Linked DNA regions of Xenopus tropicalis: region 1 is linked to region 2. Evidence: chromatin contacts called from public Hi-C data. All regions are on one chromosome and are shown on one strand. The core of a region is the stretch at or near the end of the contact, and the rest is flanking DNA. Distances in the headings are between cores, read along the strand shown. Region 1 has its middle 71 kb from the start of tmem161b. Region 2 holds the start of tmem161b (transmembrane protein 161B).

Region 1 (5,410 bases), core at 2,647-5,146, 70 kb before region 2:
AAGCAAATAATTCTAATAGATAAATTAATTTCCTTTTTCTTCGTAATAATAAAAAAGTACCTTGTACTTGATGGTAACTAAGCTGCACAAATCCATATTGGAGCCAAAACAATCCTATTGGGTTTATTTAATGTTTTATTTTTTTTTAGCAGACTTAAGGTATGGAGATCCAAATTATGGGAAGATCATTTTTTCTGGAAAATTCCAGGTCCCGAGCATTCTGAATAATAAATACTATACTTATTCCATAAATATAACAAACATTTTTGGTTCTTGTAACACACTGGTATTTCCTAACATTTCTGTAAGTGGGGGAAACATACTGTATAACTATTGTTATAAGCTATATTAGCCTTATGTTCTATTCCAGGCCAGGCTTGGTAATGATAATTTTGCTTCTTTGCAATGGCCTGATTTTTCCTTTTTGTTTGTTCAATCAGGAAGGTCCCGCCTACTTTCCAGGAAAATAAGCAGTTTCTACTAATTGACAGAATCCCCCTACTTAGTAAATATGCACCAAAATACAACACGTCTGTAAAACAAATACCACATTATTCCACTAGATGGCATGAATTCTCTATTTCATTCCTCCGGCTCTGGTGGGTGTCAGCAAACATCACAGCATAGCAATCAGCTTCTACTACACGTCCTCTCGATTTGATTTAAATTACATCCAGTCATGTGCAGTGCTTTAATTTATCATTATCATAATGTATGAGTGGATCGCTAACACTATTTTTGGTATTAGAAAAAAAAAAAAAATTAAACATGCATAATAAATAGCGCGCATTGGGTATTTCACGATGATGTGGAAGTCGCCAGTCTTTTTTTGTGTGTATTCTATAAAGCAAGTAATACTGCACGGTATTGTAGCCTATTTGGAACTCTGGAAAAACAACACACAAATTGGGGCTTTGGCAATATCCATACATCTGAAGTTAGCATATTATTTACTTTAGCTCTCAACCGCCCCTATTTTTCATCAAAAATTCCCTTTGTCTCTTGGCAGTCTGGTGATTCCCCCTCATTAACAGCCAGAATAGGAAGTGTAATGCGTGCTTTCAATCTGCTAGTTGTTCATTCTTTTCTTTATGCTTTTTTATTATTCAAGAACATCAAGTGTTTGGCTTTAAGATTTGCCATTACATTGCTGCGAAGCTAATCCTTCCCTTCCTAATTTTCTCTCTGCGTATGTGTGCTTTGACTTGATCTCTCCCCATACCTAAATTTATTTATAAATATATTTATTTAGCCAGATATGCATTTGTGGCTAAAGGCACTTTCACAGTATGAGGCAATATTATATTCCACCCCATTTATTGGGCTGTACATTTGACAAAACATCAATAAAAATGACTATTTAATTCCTAGTCAAGTGCACACATAAAAAACAATAGCAAAGGGGTGAAATTAAACCTGTATGCTCAGCAGTGCATGCATAATAAATCACTGGATGTTTCGGCTATGTTTTAAGAGACTCTTTGCAAGCCTCTTATAGGGAATTTACATATGCTTAGAGGAAGATATTGCATAGTGGCCAAGAGAGCAGACTCATTTATTTCACAAGGAAAAAGATACACTAGAAGAGTGTCTAGAGGTTTCTAATAAATTGTAAATGTTTGATTGATCGACGCGCTACAGGATTTGGTGAATTTCACTAAATGTGCTTTATTTTTTTTATTACTTTTTTTCTCTAATGATTTTTCTTAACTATATACATTTTTTTTTTACAACAATGGAGAAATAGATCATTTACAGCAACAATAGGTTATGTGATAGCTGCTTCATAATCTCCCAATGCTTTCCTCTTCTGCTTTCTTTTTTATAAAGCAAAATATATTCCCCCCCCCCCCCTTTTTCTTCCTTAATGGAATGTAAATTTGATAGATAATTGTATCGTGGGTCTGTTCTGAATTTGGAGAGAAGCAACTGTTTTAGAAACTCTATGTAAAAGCCCTAAAAAAAAATTGCCACTTCTGTGGTCAAATGAAAAGTAATACAAATAATAATTGAATATTATTGCCATTTCCACAACTAGGCTAAATAGATTTGTGTCAGTTGGACATATAAACATATTCCTATTTGTTTATGAAATATATAATAAAAAATATATATAGTGCTACTTAAATATGCACTAAGCTATGTACATTTTTACAGTACAGTAAAGGTACAGACAGGAGGAACAGGCAGTGCAATAAATAAACAACTACAGTGATTAAATGCCAGGTGTTAAAACACAGAAGAAGCAGGTCTCTGCCTTGCTAAAACAAACCTTCTAAGTTCCAGGTGTTATGAGACAGAGATGGAAGGAGGTTGCTGTCTTGTAAAGCTTACAATCTAATATACACACACACCTTCAAAGTGCGCAGTGTTATAAAACACGAGAGAAAGAAGGTTTCTGCCTTGTAGAGATTACAATCTAAATAAATATGTATAAATAAAAATATATATATATATCTATATATACACACGCACACAAACCTTCTAAGTGCCAGGTGTTATGAGACACAGAAGAAAGGAGGTTACTGCCTTGTAGAGCTTACAATCTAAATATTTATATTTATTAATAGCTTTAAATATATAGATATATACAAACACACTTTCAAAGTGTCATAAAACACAAAAGGAATAAAGTATAATAAATAATAAAGGAATATTATATATATATACTGTATATATATATATATATATATACATACATACACACACAAACCTTATAAGTGTCAGGTGTTATGGGACACAGAAAGAAGGAGGTCTATATATATATATATATATATATATACATGCACACACACCTTCTTTGATCATATACTATATAATATCAAGGGAAACAATTACAATTTCTGCATGGTAATCTATATTTATGTATATACACACAGGCACATGTTTGTATATCTATATAAATGAGAGAGACAGTGAAAGAGTGAGAAGAGGTTTCTTTATCGCCAGTATGTCCAGCCTGCGGCCCTCAAGCTGTTGCTGAGCTAAAACTCCCAGCCTCCCTCTGCACCTGTAGTTGTGACCATGCTGTGAGGCCACAGGTAGGATATTAGTGAGCAAGCAGTGTAGTTTCTGGAAAGCTATATTAACGGAGCGTCAGTATGATGACGAAGGAGAGATTAAACAGGCAGCAGTCTCTTTCATTAGCATGCCCCTTTGTGTCTTTGCCTCTCTTCTTTAAGAGACAAAAAAGGAAGAGGGTGTGTTTAATTAGGAGCCACAGTTGCTCGCTGGTAGAATGATTATTTAAAGGGTCCAAGGCAGTAGAAGGTGGGATTTCTCAGCTTCCGACAGAACAACTCATCTCGTTAAAACCCTACCTCCATTGATGGCATTAAAGAAAAAAAAATCAGGCAGGGAAAATATCAGATGCTGAATTTGGCTCATGCAAATGTAATGAAGTCTAAATTGGCTGTCACTTTAAACTGAGGTTTAACCGTTTCAACGTTCCTTGCGTATTAAGCTTAATTTTCCTGATGAAATGCAGCGGCAAATGTGCTGCAATGGTGAACGCAGGCAAAAAAAAAAAATGACATCATGAAAAACGACAGAACGCCATTTATTTTTCATTTCCTATTGCCTCCCCTGATGGCAAAGTAAAGTCTATTGACAACAACACATTTTTTAAAAGCAGAGTTCAGCTTTACGTTCTGTGTGTGTAATCTTTTTATTAATGGGAATAAAAACAGGTTTTTCTTTTTATTCCCCACTTGCCCAGTATCCAGTTACATCACTTGTACAAGTTCATTCATTCTCTTGTTAAATGCTTCAGGTTAACTCCTAAATTCATTTGTCTGGGAAGCGAGTTTTAATTGTCTTACAGCTACCTCTGTGAGGCACAATAGGGAATACGAGTACCCATTGATTATGCCATTGGGTGGAATAAGGGACTGTTATCCTAGCATTTCTCATTCACTTTACCATTGCTTTCTCTTTGAAAGAGACCAAATGGAGCTCAGCAGGTGAAAGCAAAGAAACCTGAAAGGTTCCCTTTGATGAATGACAATACCACAGTTTCCTCCCCCCCATACACATTTTGGGAGATTATAAAACCTTATTAAATCATGCCCTGTTAGATATTGATTGAGAGGGAGCTAAACTAAACCAACAATAGCAGCGTGAATCAGAGAAGTGTCTTTTCATTTTCATTCACACAAACAAAAACGCAGCTAAGCCCTATAGTTTGTGGGTGGGTGTGTTTCTTATTTGTCTAACTTTTGTTAAAAGAGTAAAGTCTGACCCTCTAATCCGGATACAGTATGGCGAGCCTAAATATTCACTGATGAGGCAACAGAGGCCTGTGCTTTATGCAGACTAATAATACTTTGAGATAATCAAGCACAGACATCTATACAAATTGCAATAAACAACAGCAACAATAAGAACCAAAAAGCTGTACGTTGATTCTTTGCTGGGAACTGATGCAGCCGATTTGTGACTAAATGAAAAATGTTGGCATTTTATGAATAGGAAAAGTATTATTTTAGTGTTAGGAAACTTTTTTTCCTGTTTTCTTTGATATTTATTGAGATTTTTTCAGTAGAAATGAGAAAGTAAAAATGATGGTTAAAATTTGTACCTTTGACCAATGAAAACTTCCGCTTAGCGGCAAAACATAAGCTATTTTTCCAAGAGCTTGTAAGCATATTTTGTAGATATGGCATGTCATATTTATCTAGAACTTCACCCCTGCACAGTTGTAAACACTTCATCCTTTATTACAACTTTTCAATAGGGGTTTAGTCTACAGGTTGGTCTATAGGCCGTATGTTGGAATATATATGACATATAGAATGATCAGGACACGTAGCAATAGGGCTATATGTGGGAGCAAAATTATTACATTATATGGGTATAGGATCTAATCTATTATCCAGAAGGCTGGGGAGCTGGGGTTTTCTGGATAAGGGATCTTTCTGTAATTTGAACCTGCATACCTGGATTCTGCTTAAAATCATGTAAACATTAAATAAACCTAAAAGGATTATTTTGGCACCAACATGGATTCAAGCAGTTTAGTTACAATCAACTACAATGTAGTTGGAAATCATTTTTAAAAATGTGAAATATTTGATTCAAATGGAGTCTATGGGGCCTTCCCCTAATTTAAAGGTATTTTGGTAAAAGGATTTCAAATAGGGGCTCTCATGCCATACAGGCATGTGCTCCTGATTATCTTGAGAGACATACAGTTATACATTGCAAAGGTAAACACATACCCTAATGCAAAAATGCCAGGATGGGGGTAATGAGCCTACGGAGAGACCCGCTTACATTTTGGCTTTTTGACCACATATAAAGTATTATTTTACTATTCCTAGAATCACTGTCTTTTAACCCTTGCAGTATTATTGTCCATAATAAGACAAAAGTTGCCACAGATGAAAAACTTTGGGTAAATAGGTCCCAG
Region 2 (5,421 bases), core at 2,014-4,513:
TCTGCACAACCAGTTTTTAAAAGCAGGCACGTGGTTTAAAAAGTGCACATAAAAGCTTATTTTTACACACACTGTCAAAAAAAAGAGAGAGAAAATTCCAGTTGATCTGACAGTGCATAGATATTGGCAGCCAAAGACCTGTTCCAATCGTTCGGAACAACCTTCTATGGCCACTCTATATGGCCCAAGGACCGATCAGTTGGACTGGGACCACGTGTATGGCCCCCTTAACACTTTCATTTTGTTTCTTTTTTTTTTGGTTATCCAGTAATTTGTTTGTTGGTGCCATTCTAAACACCTATACTTGCTGCTACACTGCATAAAACTTTTTTCCCCAGACTCGGCCATTACACAGTTAATTGGGTTTAAAAAAAAGACAAAAGTCCATAACTTGATTCCAGGTGTACTACTAGAGGACTACCACAAGCAGACAGTATAAGGCACTACTTGAACCTATATCTTGCATGAACATTTTTATCACAGGTTGCAAATATTATTGTTTAGCACCTAGGTTGATAAATAATCAATTCATCATAAAGCCTTCAAACAAGGCTTAAAAATATCCCTGACCACCTACAGAGGTTTCCAATGAATTCAGTTTCCCAAACTGCTCTGGTAACCATGTTTGGACTGAAAAGTGTTCATTCTGCACTTTTGTGTTTTTCCAATTGCTCATGGGGACCTTTCAGCCAGCCAGTTGAAAAGCTCTGAAGCACACAAAGCTGGTTTAATAAAAAATAAAAAAAAGGCCAATTGCATAAAAAAGAACTAAGAGTTTACAAAAGCAAGCTAAACCCCACAGGTAAAAGCAAGGTCAGCGAAGGGCAAGATAAAGAATAAAGGAGTGTCAGCCAAAGGCATAACTTAAATGTAAATATGATTATCATTAAGGTGACTTTCACTAGTACTCAGAGTTCCTACACTAGGGAAAAACACAGTTTTCCTGGTCTATCCACACATTAAATAATTATGAAAAAAACAATACTTATGTAGTTCACTTACATGCAGTATTTTCTATGCAGGCAGAGAATTGCCTTTCAATGCATGACTTGGTTCCCATTTACTTCACAAGAGCATTTTCAGATAGAAAAGTGCTCATATCTGCATTTTCAATGGATAGGAGGTGGTCTATGTAATAATTCTCAGTCAGTGGAAGGCCAATTTCAGTCAGCAGGAAACGCTCAATATCCCTATTTGACACCAGGCATTCGCATAAATGCTGACAGATGTATCCCATTCATGTATGTATGTATGTATATTTTATTTATATATACTTATAAATAAAAATATACTTATGCATGCAACAAAACAATTAATAGAACAAACAGGGGTTAAAGGTATATTAAAGATTACAACCAAGTGTCAAAGAGACAAGAGGAAGGACATCTCTGTGATAAAGAATACATCTGTGTAGGCAGATTTCCTATGTTCCCCTTTCAGTGGTCCATGAAGCAATTCATGTTACTCTTAATTCCAGTACCAATGGAGTTAAAGCTCTAAAGCAGGTCTTGTCACCTATGTACTGTATTATTGTTTAAAGCCCAGCTGCAGGCACCACCCCCTGACTTGGATGGATGCTGTTCTCAAGCTAACCTTGGTTCGGCCTTGAGGACTGTGCCACCTGATGTGGCATAAGAACAGTTCTTTGTTCTAATTGGTAACACCCATACTCATATATAATTATGTTGTATGCTACCATTTTACAGAGGCTAAAAATAATCACATATCTTTATATATACTATTGTCTTGTCAAACGTATTGGGAAAAATAGAAATGTTTACATTAGCTCTTTGTTACAGAAACACACCAAGAGGATACTATATAAACTTGTTATAAAGCTTGTGTTTGCATTGCTAGCTCGCACAACTGAAACTGTGGGTTCAAACCAACTTGGGTACTATTTAAAGTTCTCCTTGGTTGGAATTCCAGCTAGGGACCAACTTGAATGATTAAAAAAATAACTGATGTGCTGAAGAAAGCATAGTGAAATAATGTTTAGGTATGGACTTACCATCTCTTTTGCTGAAGCTTTTCTTTTGCCAACTGTAAAATGCTTTTTCTAATTTCATAAATATACTCTAGAAAACAAAACAGGCTTTAGGATGCAGTAAAGTACTTATAAGACTATTTGCAGGATGCATAAGTAGCCAAATCAAAAATTCAACACAACTAGACACTAGAAAGCTGTGTAGAATGAATGATGTAAAAAAAAGTGGTATGAAATACATGGCATATTTACAAGGTGTGCTGTTCTTTCACGTGACATAAAATATTAAGCGCCATGTAAAGCATTGCCATTGCACCAAATTTACACTGAAATCTATGCCATTTTACACCAACTGGTAAAGTCCATTGAAATTACTGGCCAAATCCAGGTACCAATGTAACAATCTGTTCACACTTGGCAAAAGTATTTATACAGCTTTATAAAAAAGCATGCTTTTACATTACAATGTGTCATTGCAGTGGTGATACTAATTGTATTTTATCCACCATGATTGTTAAGGGCTTATTCATTATTTTCCCGGACTTAAGTACAAGATCAATAAGGAAGTTATACTTCTAATAAGGTGGGCATTCAGTGCTGATAATGACATTGTCAGGATAACAAACATGTATCATAATAATGTGCAAAGTTACATGCAGCCTTCATATCATACATGTATCCCAATGTACAGGCTACAGAGATCCAGAACAATCAGTGTGAGTGTGAGTGAGTGTGTGTGTGAGTGTGTGTAAGGTGTACAGGGGCAAACATTCTCAGTGGGTGTGTGAGTGGGACAGGGATACAGCAGGCAGGGTGTGTAGTGCACAGATCTAAATGTATATAGAAAGGTATACCAGAGCTGTCAGCCTGTATATGTCAGTGGTGCAAATAAGAAAAAGCTCCATGTAACATACAGTTCTCCTTAGGAAACCAAGCCTGTGATGGTTTTAACACGTATGATTGTGAGTAAAGGATTTCCCATTATGTGTGAGAATATTTGCAGTAATTACACACCTGATACCCTTGGTCTCCGTGGAACTATCACATGGCATGTATAAGCCGCAATGCCCCTTATTCACAAGCTTTAGCGTGCTGCGTTACATATACTGCCATACATAAATACCCCAGTGACAACAGCCGAGCCTCCCTCACATCTGTGTCCCACACACCGCTCCCTCTACTTACCGGCACCCACAGCACTTCATAAACTGGAGGTCACGCAAGGACCTAATAACCCAGCAGTTGGGCTGGCTAACACCTGCCTGATATCAAGCGCCGCGCACCGCTTACAACATATACCTCGCCACAGGTTGATTTTTGTTTAAATTCCTTTTATCTTTCATTGCAATTTACTAATTAAGGAAGTGAAAGTTGAATGTTATTAATGTTTGTTTTGCGTCTTTACGGGTAGGCAATTGTCAAGACAGCCGCGGAGGATAAAGGACCCTGTCTTCACTGCGCAGTCTCACAGAATGTTCAGCTTGTGAGTGGAGGCGCAGTGACCGGCGGCTTTCTGTTTGTTTGGGTTAAGATGCTTTGGGTTGGTGGCATTTCTATGGCAGCTAAACTACTTTTTGCAGCTCGTTCCCAAGCATTTTGGCTACAAGGTGGTGTTCTGAGGTCCAGTTCAGTAAAAACTGAAACTTTTTTTTTTTTTTTTTTTTAAACAAAATAGTTTTCATCCGGTTTTTAATGAGAGCATGAATATGTCATTTGTAAAACGGTCAATAAACTATTGACCTTGAAGTATAAAGCCGCCATGTTGTAATGGATAGGTAGGGTCAGATTAAGTCTTGGGGCTTTAGTTTTAAAAGCAGTGGATGTTGATCTGTGGCTCTGTAGCATTCTCCCAAAGTTGTGCTTATATTCTGGGCAGCCATGTGCAGTAAGCAGTTGGAGATACCCTAGTAAGCAATTGCTCATGTGTGAGTATTGTCTATTGGCTTCATATAGGCAGGTGCCCTCTTCCGTGATGTTACTTCCAGGCATTAGCTGCGCCTGCTGCACAGATCCACCTATAAACCAGCATCAGAGGTTAACAGCTCTGTACAGAGCGATTACGTACGAGAAGTGGGATGATGAAGCTACATTATGGTAATGCAGTTGAAGCTGTAACGGTCTAGTAACCCATAGCAACCAGTAGATGCTTGCTGCGGATTAAATGCTGTGAATTGCCATGGAATGTGCTTTAAAAAGTTGTTTCAGAGTGATGTATTCAAAAATGTTCTCAAACCCACCATTCCCACCCATCTTTTCCACTTCCAGCTGCATGAATTCTCTGACTGAAGGGAGGCCAGCTGCACTTAGCACACTGCACTGTAGGATAGCAACCAATCAGCAGCTAGGTGGACCTGATGGAGAACTGATTCCTTTCTTTGCTTGTGTGACTGCAGGGTTGTGATTGGCATTCCCCTTCCTACTGTGCTTCTGGTCAGGATCTTTAGGACATACCCCCTCCTCATTTGAAACATCAACAGACCAGAGAGTATTTTTAGGGAGTTCCAAAAAAGGGGCCATTTTTAAAGACAATGATCATTTTTAGCCCAGACTGAAACTATGACCATGTATTATTCATTATTACCATTGTGAATTAATTTGTTTCTTATTTTACTAAGGGTAAAATAGGTTTTGTATAGACCTCTAAGATTTTGAGTTTCCATTAGGAAATTGGATTTCTATTGATCATAATAAAAACAAAATTTATACAGAGACTTTCAGAATCTAAATGATGAATCTCTATCCCTTACTATCTCTTTAGATAACGTGTTTTAATAGGACTCAAGAAATGGATCATTTTAGTGAAATGGTCAACACAGGCCAATATAGCAATCATCTGTTTGGAGACTGGGGGGGTCTGAAGGTAATGCGCTAATTAAACCTAGAGGAATGTGGAGTGTAGAGGAGTGAGCGGGTATATGAAATTTTCCAAATACTTTCTACATATCTAGAAGCCTTCTTTGGTTGAAAGAAGTTCTTTGTTGCCTATGTCATAATTATTTTCAGCTGAAGATGAGAAAAATACACATAAGGATGAATAGTAGCTGTTGGCCTTGCCTTTGTGAGAGAACTCGTAAGCATCTACCTCAACAGTGATTGAGTAACAAAAATGATGTGGTCCAGAATGGTAGCTGAAGTAAAGAGGACTTTAAGAGAGAAAATCCCCCCCCCCCCCTTGAGGGAACCAACCAGGAAGTTTACCTTTTTTTTTAGCAGGTTGAATGAAAGAAGAAGCTATTTTGGAAAAAGTTTTAGTGAAACATCTGTAGAAATTGGCAAAACCCAAAAATTGTTGGTCATCTTTCAGATTATTAGGGCAGGGCCACTTCAAAACATCTTAAACTTTCTCTGGATCCATCTTAATCCCAGATGATGAGTTGATATATCCCAGCAATTGAATTTAAGTACATTCAAAATGTGAATGTGAATTTTGTGTA

What was found. Hi-C and Micro-C count contacts between places; a contact is called where the count stands out from the background.
Region 1: a contact with region 2 is called in a Hi-C map of neurula embryo, with 1.5 times the contacts expected there. The contact joins the enhancer-like site here to the promoter of tmem161b in region 2. A contact is called at or near these places in 4 of 5 Hi-C or Micro-C datasets (brain, gastrula embryo, neurula embryo and 1 more).

What each region holds. Positions count from the first base shown.
Region 1 is chr1:179,810,832-179,816,241 of UCB_Xtro_10.0, reverse strand. No RefSeq gene overlaps it. Among named protein-coding and RNA genes, the nearest start is that of tmem161b, 71 kb to the right of the region's middle. Within about 2 kb of position 3,896, at least 4 of the 11 cell types and tissues checked have an H3K27ac peak or open chromatin away from gene starts, as enhancers often do. A contact at or near this core is called in gastrula embryo and neurula embryo, where this site is marked.
Region 2 is chr1:179,740,462-179,745,882 of UCB_Xtro_10.0, reverse strand. tmem161b (transmembrane protein 161B) reads right to left here and starts at 3,263. Exons shown (of 13, transcript XM_004910454.4): 1 at 3,173-3,263; 2 at 2,012-2,078. The coding sequence starts at 2,014.